Linked DNA regions of Sus scrofa: region 2 is linked to region 1. Evidence: chromatin contacts called from public Hi-C data. All regions are on one chromosome and are shown on one strand. The core of a region is the stretch at or near the end of the contact, and the rest is flanking DNA. Distances in the headings are between cores, read along the strand shown. Region 1 overlaps LOC110255752 (a long non-coding RNA gene). Region 2 overlaps FAM124A (protein FAM124A).

Evidence for each region. Hi-C and Micro-C count contacts between places; a contact is called where the count stands out from the background.
Region 2: a contact with region 1 is called in a Hi-C map of heart right ventricle, with 3 times the contacts expected there. The contact joins two enhancer-like sites. A contact is called at or near these places in 3 of 47 Hi-C or Micro-C datasets (fetal heart ventricle, heart right ventricle and liver) and 1 of 2 datasets of contacts at active chromatin or transcription factors (skeletal muscle).

The regions. Positions count from the first base shown.
Region 1 is chr11:16,568,450-16,572,860 of Sscrofa11.1, reverse strand. It overlaps LOC110255752 (a long non-coding RNA gene), which reads right to left. Exons shown (of 4, transcript XR_002336540.1): 4 at 693-1,683. It overlaps FAM124A (protein FAM124A), which reads left to right. Exons shown (of 4, transcript XM_001925721.7): 4 at 1-563. Among named protein-coding and RNA genes, the nearest start is that of SERPINE3, 70 kb to the right of the region's middle. Within about 2 kb of position 2,445, at least 11 of the 83 cell types and tissues checked have an H3K27ac peak or open chromatin away from gene starts, as enhancers often do.
Region 2 is chr11:16,647,356-16,651,766 of Sscrofa11.1, reverse strand. FAM124A (protein FAM124A) reads left to right here. Exons shown (of 4, transcript XM_001925721.7): 2 at 2,869-2,900. Among named protein-coding and RNA genes, the nearest start is that of FAM124A, 8.5 kb to the left of the region's middle. Within about 2 kb of position 1,881, at least 4 of the 83 cell types and tissues checked have an H3K27ac peak or open chromatin away from gene starts, as enhancers often do.

The sequences.
Region 1 (4,411 bases), core at 1,196-3,695:
AGAGGTGCTGACTCAGCCCCCAACACGCGGGAGGCCAGCTCAGGAGTAGCACAGTCATTGCAGCATCAACAAGTGGACCAGCAGCCAAGTGATGGCACCTCTGGTCCTCACCCTTCAGCAGTACCCTCAGTCCAGAATATTCACACGCGCCCCTGCGGATGCTTTAGAGCCCAACTCTGATGCGCCTCGACCCCATCCTTTCTCACTGCCCCCCCACCCCCCGGCCTCAGCACAGCACAGTCTACCAAACTGAGTGGCCCCAAAGGATGGTAGCGAACCCCTTAAAAGCAGAAAATGCAAGATGCTCCCATAGTGACATGAGGGGAGAAGGGGACAGAAGCCCACCCCCGACCACATTCAGGTGCTCCCCTCCCTGTGTTCTGGTCAGAGACGGAGAAGGAGCCACAGAGACACTACTGACAGGGCAGAGCTTCCCTTTCTGACCCCCCACCAGCACTGTCCTCATCCAGGAGGGCCCGGAGACCCACGGGGGGATCCTGAATCTTGAGTTATTACTGTGATGAAGGCCGGCATACTGTAGATGCTCAATAAATTTCTTTAATTAAAAAACACGGAGGCTGTCTCAAATTATTTTTCTCCTGGACTCAGCTGTGGTGGAGGATATCGAGATTTTAGCCCTCGTTTATTATTTGATGGACAAAAAGCCGTGTCTCCTTGACCCTGCGCTTCCCTCAGCCCCGCCCTGGGGCGGGGGGGGCCGCTGGTACCAAGTGCCCTGGTCTAGCTCACACCCATCCCTTACTTGCCTCTTTTCCACATCACAGCTCATGGCCCCACCATGGCTCACCCTACACACCACCTGGAACCTGCTTTAAACAGCAGGTGCTTCTGGGGGTCCCAAGCCTACCAAGCCCTACAGAAATGATTTGGGGTCCCTCTCAGTTGGGGTGTCTGTGGGGGAGGGTGGCGAGCCACTGAGGAGGCTTTTGTGATGGTGGAAGGGCTGATGGAGCCCTGGGTGCTGCTGGAACCCTGAGACCCTTAGACGGGGAGCTGTCACCTGGAAGACTATCGGTCTGCCACCGTCTAGTGCTCTCCGGGTGCGGCCACATGTTCACTTGTACAGAGCAGACTGTGGAGTCCATGGCTGATCTCTTTAGCCCCATGTAAGCCCAAGAGAAATGCAAGTACTCCCTACCCGCCTACCGGGCCTTCTGTAGATGAAGGAATTCTCCAATCCATCAGGTAGGAGGTACCCAAGTAGACTCAGCATTCCTAGGAAAGATTCTTTGCTTTGTGGCCGCATCCACGGCTTATGGAAGTTCCCAGGCCAGGGACTGAATCTGAGCTGCAGCTATGACAGCACTGGATCCTTAACCCACTGCACTGGGCCTGGGGTTGAACCTGTGCCTCCGCATGCCACTCCAGTTAGGTTCTCAACCCACTGGGCCACAGCAGGAACTCCTAGAAGAGATTTTTCAGAACAAAGAAAACTGTTGAGAGCTTCTCCCTCCTATGTCTTCAGAACACAACGATGACCAGTTCTTGGCAGTGATTCCAAGTCTGAATTCCAGGAGAGCAGCAGGAAGAGCTGAACAGGTCACCTCCTCCTCTGCGCCCAGGGCCACAGCACGCCACGTTCCGGGTCTGGACGGAAATGCCCCCTCATGATTGTAGGATTCAGCTTCTCTTTCATTCTCTGAAAATACAACTGATCAGATCCTATTAGAGGCATGAGAAAACAACACAAGAAATCACCATGAGTAAAAATGGATTCTCAAAGGAAACAGCTTTTGTCATGACTACTGTCACAACTGGGTTCAGGGAGGACATGAATTTAAAGATTTTTATATAACTACATTCTTCCAGCTTCTACTGAAGGCTCTTTTTTTTTTTTTTTGGTCTTTTTGCCATTTCTTGGGCAGCTCCTGGGGCATATGGAGGTTCCCAGGCTAGGGGTCGAATCGGAGCTGTAGCCACCGGCCTACGCCAGAGCCACAGCAACGTGGGATCCGAGCCTCGTCTGTGACCTACACCACAGCTCACGGCGACGCTAGATCTTTAACCCACTGAGCAAGGCCAGGGATGGAACCCACCACCTCATGGTTCCTAGTCAGATTCGATAACCACTACACCACGACGGGAACTCCTGAAGGCTCTTTTTCTCGTCTTGGGCATAGAGGCCGAGATACAGAAGAGCTTTAAAGGACCTAATTTCCCCGAGTGAATAACAGAGGCAAACGTTAATGGTAATGTCAGCACGACCAGTTCTTAACAGTTTCTATTTTAGGGGTGTGCTCACTGTTGTCCAGTTCTGTGCCTCAAACCAGGAGCAGTATGTTCATTCCAAAAAGAAGTCTGAAAAGCTTGGGGAAGCTGAAAAGTACTCCCCCACCCCCTCCCTCGACTCACACCCTCAACTCTCCATTTGTGGGTAAGTCTCCTCCTGCCACTGCCTCGGATGGTGGAGAAAACGGAGCTGCTTCCAAGGAAGATGAACAGCCCAGAGCTGGTCCCTTCTGGTTGGGAGCTGCCCTGCCTTATTTGAAACATGGATCTTACAAGTTGAGCATCTGAAAGAAACCAGCCAGGCTCCCTTAGGGTCGGCTTTGCCCAGTCCCTAGAACAAAAGCCAGAGCATTTTGGACAGGAGCAACCTAAACATGTATCAAGCAGTCCAAGAGATGGTCAGTTACACAAACACTTTCAGGCCAAACTGCCTGGCGGAGGGTGGCCGTGGGAAAGCTTTGGTGCCACCTAGTGGCCGCCATGCGGGAGGGCCAGCAACAGCTCTCTTCCCTGCAGAAGACTCCGCCCTGATCAACGCGCAGAGGCATTGCACCTCCACTAATTATTCTGTATTTGATTATTTTATTGCCACAACGTGCTGAGGCAACTGAAATAACGATGACATGAGACGATGCAAACAGAAAGAGAAAATCCAGGCTAAAGAAAAAAGAGCCTAGAAAAAACGCCAACCATGAAGGAAAATTGCTGCAGATGAATTTCCTAGAAGCCAAAGCAAAAAGGGAAATGTGACCAGCTTAGTGGTTCTCATTGATGATGAGAGAATCCAGTGACACTGTCTTTTTTTTTTTTCCCTCCCGCAGTTGACTTTTTTTTTTTTTTAATTTTCCCACTGTACAGCAAGGGGGTCAGATTATCTGTACATGTATACATTACAATTACATTTTTCCCCCACCCTTTCTTCTGTTGCAACATGAGTATCTAGACAAAGTTCTCAATGCTATTCAGCAGGATCTCCTTGTCAGTGACACTGTCTTATTTCATTGTAATTTAGCTTGCCTCAATGCCCCTTCTCAACAGAAACCAGGTTTTTCTTAGCACAGATGTCTAAAATTGCTTTCTCAGAAGGGGGTTTTCATAAGGGATTTTCTCTGTAGGGTAGGTGACCAATTTGGTCCAAGTCGGTAGCTTTCCTGATTGAAGGATGGCATTTCTAAGACCCGGAGGAGAAGACACGGCCACGTGCTTTGTAAAAGCTCCCTGAACATCTCCAGCTGTAGTGGGAAGAGGGAAATTTGGCCCTGGGCAGAAAGCATGCAAGCTGGCTTCCTCCAGTCCGTTGAGACCAGATCTGCAGAGTTTGGCAAGCAGAGGACAAGTGGTGAGGCAGGCACCCTCCTGGGAGACTCAGGCTCCCACCCACAGTCCTAGCCCACAGCTCCTAGAGGCCCCCTGCATCCCTGGCTACAGTCTGCAGGTCCAAAGCCAATCCAATTCTCTAACCTCACTCCCCACTGGTTAAAAAGGCTTCTGGCACTTCAAAGCCCTTCCAGAGAAGTCATAAATTCCCTCAGCCTACCCTCCACTGAGATTCCTGAAAACTGACAGGAATTCAGTTCCCTCCACTTGTTTCACTGATCTGAGTGGATTTATTTATTCAACAAGTATTTACTGAGTCCCACGATGGTTTAAAGAAACAGTGCAACATATAAAAACTACATAACATCTTCATTTCCACTCACATGCTGGTAAATTTGATATAATGCTCACTAACAATAATAATAAAGTTTAAAATCCAGGATGCACCAAGTACTGCATCGTTTGATCCCTGGGTCAAATGAGTTGATAAGCAAACCTCATAGAACAACTGCATGTCAGCCAAGGGGACCTGGGACTGAAGGGGAGAAACGTCATCTCATCCTCAGGGAACTAACCCTACTCCCAGCCCTCCAGCGACCGCTTTTCATAGAGTGCCAAGTACCTTTAAAGTACCTAGTAATTAAAACGATAAAAAGTATCATGGGAGTCCCTATTGTGGCTCAGCAGGAATGAACCCATGAGGATGTGGGTTCAATCCCTGGCCTCACTCAATGGGTTAAGGACCCGGCATTGCTGTGGCTGTGGTATAGGCCGGCAGCTGTAACTCTCATTTGACCCCCTTTTTTGTCTTTTTGCCATTTCTTTGGGCCGCTCCTGCGGCATA
Region 2 (4,411 bases), core at 632-3,131, 79 kb before region 1:
TTCATACCTTGACTCAGTCCCTCCCTATTCCCTGTTATGATAATTTTTCTAAGGAAATTAAGTATCAAACTGCATTTATAAATACCTCATCACCATGTGCTTTGCAAAAGTGAACAATCAGGAACCACCACATAGTCAACAAAAGGGAAATATTTCATTAAATTATAGTACATCACTTTATTTAAAATTATAATTAGAAGAACCTTGTAGTAGTGTTTTATGATGGAGTTTAGTGAAAAGAGCAGGTTAAAATTGTATCTCTGTCATTATGGCAACTGGGTACAAATTACATCATCAGGACTAGAGGCTGGAGAGGGGTGGGAGGTTTTAGGTGACGTGTCTTTCTGTTTGATTTCTGTTTTGATGGTGGACAGGGGTGGAAGTTGGGGTGATAAGTGAAACTGCAGAGCTGGGCAGAGGCCATCAGTCATAGAAAGAGGGGTTTATGTTGTACACTGTGGAGCTTGAATTTCATCCAGAGAGCTTTGTGCTTTGCAAAGATGGGCTGCTATATGAGGCAGGAATTGGAGCAGAGCAAGAGTGAGAGTCAGAAGACTGACCATTTGGCAGGCCTGACCTGGGCTGTGCCTTTTGTCACAAGAAACGTGGAAGAAATATGGAGAGATTCACGGCAGGGACACTTGTTATGCTGCACCTGTCCTATTATACTCCCTTTGCACTTTAAGATTCTTGAAGTATGTTTCAAATGTAAATTTCATCCTACATACATATCCATCTGGATGCACATCTTTCAAATGTATGCATGTGTGAAACCCATATGCTTCAAGAGTATTTGGAAAATCCTAGCTGAAAATGACAACAAGTTTTTAATAATTAAATAAATACGATCACACATTCTTATTGAATGTCTTATTTGAGTTGTCATGAAATTTCTTTGAAGCCTGGCCATCTTAGGATGACCACATTGTAATGGAATTGTTTTGCTGTTGCATCTACCGCAGTGGATATTGGTTGAGTACCCGCGGCATGTATATAGAGTTGCATTACTAAGTTTTGTCCTAAAGTTTATTTATGTCCTGCCTGGTCCCAGAAAGAATTTAATGCACTGATGCTGGGGTTACAAATGCTGTGTTTCAGAATGTTACTGGTCCCTGATGCTATCTTTTGCTCAGTCTCCTTCCTTTTCCCTTAGCCAGTGCGTCTCCAAGCCCAGCCAACCCAGTCTCCCTTCTAACGCCTCCCTTGCCACCACCCCCGTTCTTGCCTTTATCATTCCTACCTCCTGGTCTCCTTACAAATACTCTCTCTTTAGTTTCCTGATCAGTAATGTAAAACATTGGCTGAGATCTCTGTGAACGCAGTTGGTGATACATAGAAGGATATGCAAATGGTAGTAGTTGTTATTCTTTCCAGTTTTAAACTTCAGTGATTCTCTGACGACTAAAATATTTCATTCGAAAAGAGGGAAACCACACGCTGTTTTTCTTCCATTTTATTCCTCTCCCAACAGGTCCATGCATCGTTTTGTATGAGAGATGTAGGTTAACTAGCAGACGCCATGCTTTTTATGGTGTTTTTTTTAAAGTTCTGTATATACCTTTTTAATGTGGCTTAAGAAACTCAATACAGTGAAAACTGGATGATTCAAGAAAGGCAACATGAGACTAAATAAAAGGAGTGTATATCTTTCAAATTAAACGTAATGAACCACATCCCCTCACTACCACTTTGGCAGGATAAATCCATCCTCGCCAGAGACATTCATTTCCTACTGAGAGGACTTAGGGACACTAGCGGGGACAAAACCGATAGCTTCCATACCACGTGTGTTGCCAGAGAGGGCCAGTTTAAGAGCCGCACAAGCAGAGCAGGAACTTAGTGGAGATTAAGCAGGCAGGCTCTTGGCCAGATTCCCATTCTCACAGAGGCCGAATGCCAGCAGCGGGTTTTTTCAGCATAGACACCGATGGGTATTTTCACCCTGGCCCTAACCCTGACTTTTCCTTTTCCAGATCATAGCCCTCATCCTGTTACTCTAATATCTAGCAGGATTTCTCCCCAGATGGAACCGAAATCAGCCCTCCTTGTGCCTTGTGTTTCCTGACGGTCAGCCAGCCCTTGACAGTGGAAGCCCCCCCAGCCAGGCCTTGGAATCCCTCGCCAGGGTCCACCTGCCCCTGCTGACATCAGCAAAGACACATTTCCCCGTGGAGTGGCGCTAGCATTTGAAAGGCGCTTGTTGGCTGTGGTTTAACCGTTCAGGGAGTTGTGAATCCCTTTGAGAATCTATTGGAAACTTGGAGCCTTCTCCCTAAAAAAAATAAGCTTCCATTCAAAAATTTGCCAGTAACGTTAGAAGGTTCGGGACTCATCTGGCCTCCCATCTGGGAGATTCACAGAGCCCCTGTGAAGGACCCCAGATTCTCAGATGCCTTTAAAGTTAGGTTCTCAGGGAGTTCCCGTTGGGGCACAGTGGAAACAAATCCCACCAGTATCCATAAGGATGTGGGTTCGATCCCTGGCCTCGCTCAGTGGGTTAAAGATCCAGCATTGCCATGAGCTGTGGTGTAGGTCCTGGACTCAGCTCCGATCCTGCATTGCTGTGGCTGTGGTGTAGGCCGGCAGCAGCCAGCTCCAATTCGACCCCTAGCCCGGAAACTTCCATATGCCACAGGTGTGGCCCTAAAAAGCAAACAGATCAATCAATCAATAAAAAAGCTGTGGTTTCGAATTCAGACATAACCTGATTTTGCACAAAACAGCCCTCAGCATGACAGGGTTTGATGGGTGACATTTCTTGACCAGTAAAATGCTACTTACCACGGACTAAAATTCTCTCTTGAAGAAATCACTTGAATAGAGAAAAACAATGTCTAATCCTACTAATACGAAGGTTTTGTGTTTCAGGTCCGACTACAGCCACATGTCCTCCACCAGCAGTAAGTACGGCTTAATTGTCCTTCAGCCCTGGGCTCAGCCCCAGCTCTGCATGTAGAGAGGACCATCCTCGGAACCCTTGCCTTGATAGTAAGACTCCCGGAGGGTGTCCTTGCCAAGGCATGTGATGCAGGATCCTCTGACTCTGCGAGGGGAGGCTTTTCCTGGGGACTTTGACTGTCCCTTGATTTCAGGGCTAGACGTGCCACTACTTTTATGGAAATTCAGCCTGGAGGAATTAGCCCAGGCTCTATGAACACAGATGCTTGGAAAACACCTTCTCTGAAAAAGCTGGTGACTCATGCATTCAGCAGACATGTATCAGTTACCTGCTGGTCACAGACGAGCAGCTCCGAGTGTGTTCAGTGGATCCTTGAAGTGGCCTCAACCCCTCCGTTGGGCAGATTCCCTCCTGTGTTGCTATAGCTGCAGGCAGATGTCATAGGTGATTATATATGGTTTAAAAAAATAGGAGTGTGTATTTATAAACATACGCTGCACATACAGAAGAAGGTGGCTTATTGAATTACAAGTAAATCTGTTTATAGGAAATTAGGCCTTCTCTCCAGGAGCAGTTGACAGTGATGGCAGGCACTACAAAGCCGTTTAGATGGATGAGAGAACAACAAAAAAATTGTCTTTTATACTAAAAGCCCTGACTTTTGGAATCGGTAAATACTGAATGGTTTTGTCCTATCTCACTATCCTGTTAAGCTCTTGATTCTAAAGAGTTCCCAAATGCAAAGACACTTAATTGCATTATTCTGTTTATTGATGTGCCGGCTTAGTTTTCCTCTGCAATAAGAGACTGTGTGGAAAGCAGTATATGTGGGATGGTAATTTACTGTCAAATTATATTGAGTTATTAGTATAACGGCAGTGAGCAATTTCTGATCATTTCAGCCAACTGGAGGCCCGGCATTGCCCCTTGGTTATTAAGAACCATTAGTAATAATGAGAATAATGCTCCAGTGATTTGCATTCACTCCCTGAAGCCTCTGCCGCCCTAAAATCCGAGACCGCGCCCTTGAACTCGCTCCCTGCGCTGCCATTCTCACTCCACTCCGTTTTGCCCAGAGGCTACATTTCTCTAAGAATGATTTTTATAAAATACTTGCCCGAAGCCTTTGCTCAATTTGTAGCTCACAAAGCAGTCCTCTGGGTCACAACAAAGCACCTCTCTTGTCAGCGAAACCGGTAATTTGGTTTGGGATGTTTTTCTCGCCATTATTTTAATTGGGATCTCGGAGTTGGAATTTCTCTTAGTGCAACTGGGATCAATAGGCTTTTATGGCTGGTCCCTTTTCTCTTTCAATATTGGGCGATTTCTGCCTCATTCTTGGGGCCTGTTGGTGAGCGAGGGTGTAGAAGTGTTTCATGTGTAAGGAAACGTATTTGACGGTCAGTAACAGAGAAGAAGAGTTTGGGTTGGTTTTTCTCTAATTTAAAAACAAGAAGTCCAGAGGAGGCAGTGCAGGTCTGTTAGACAATGGGCGGCTCTTGGCTTTCATCC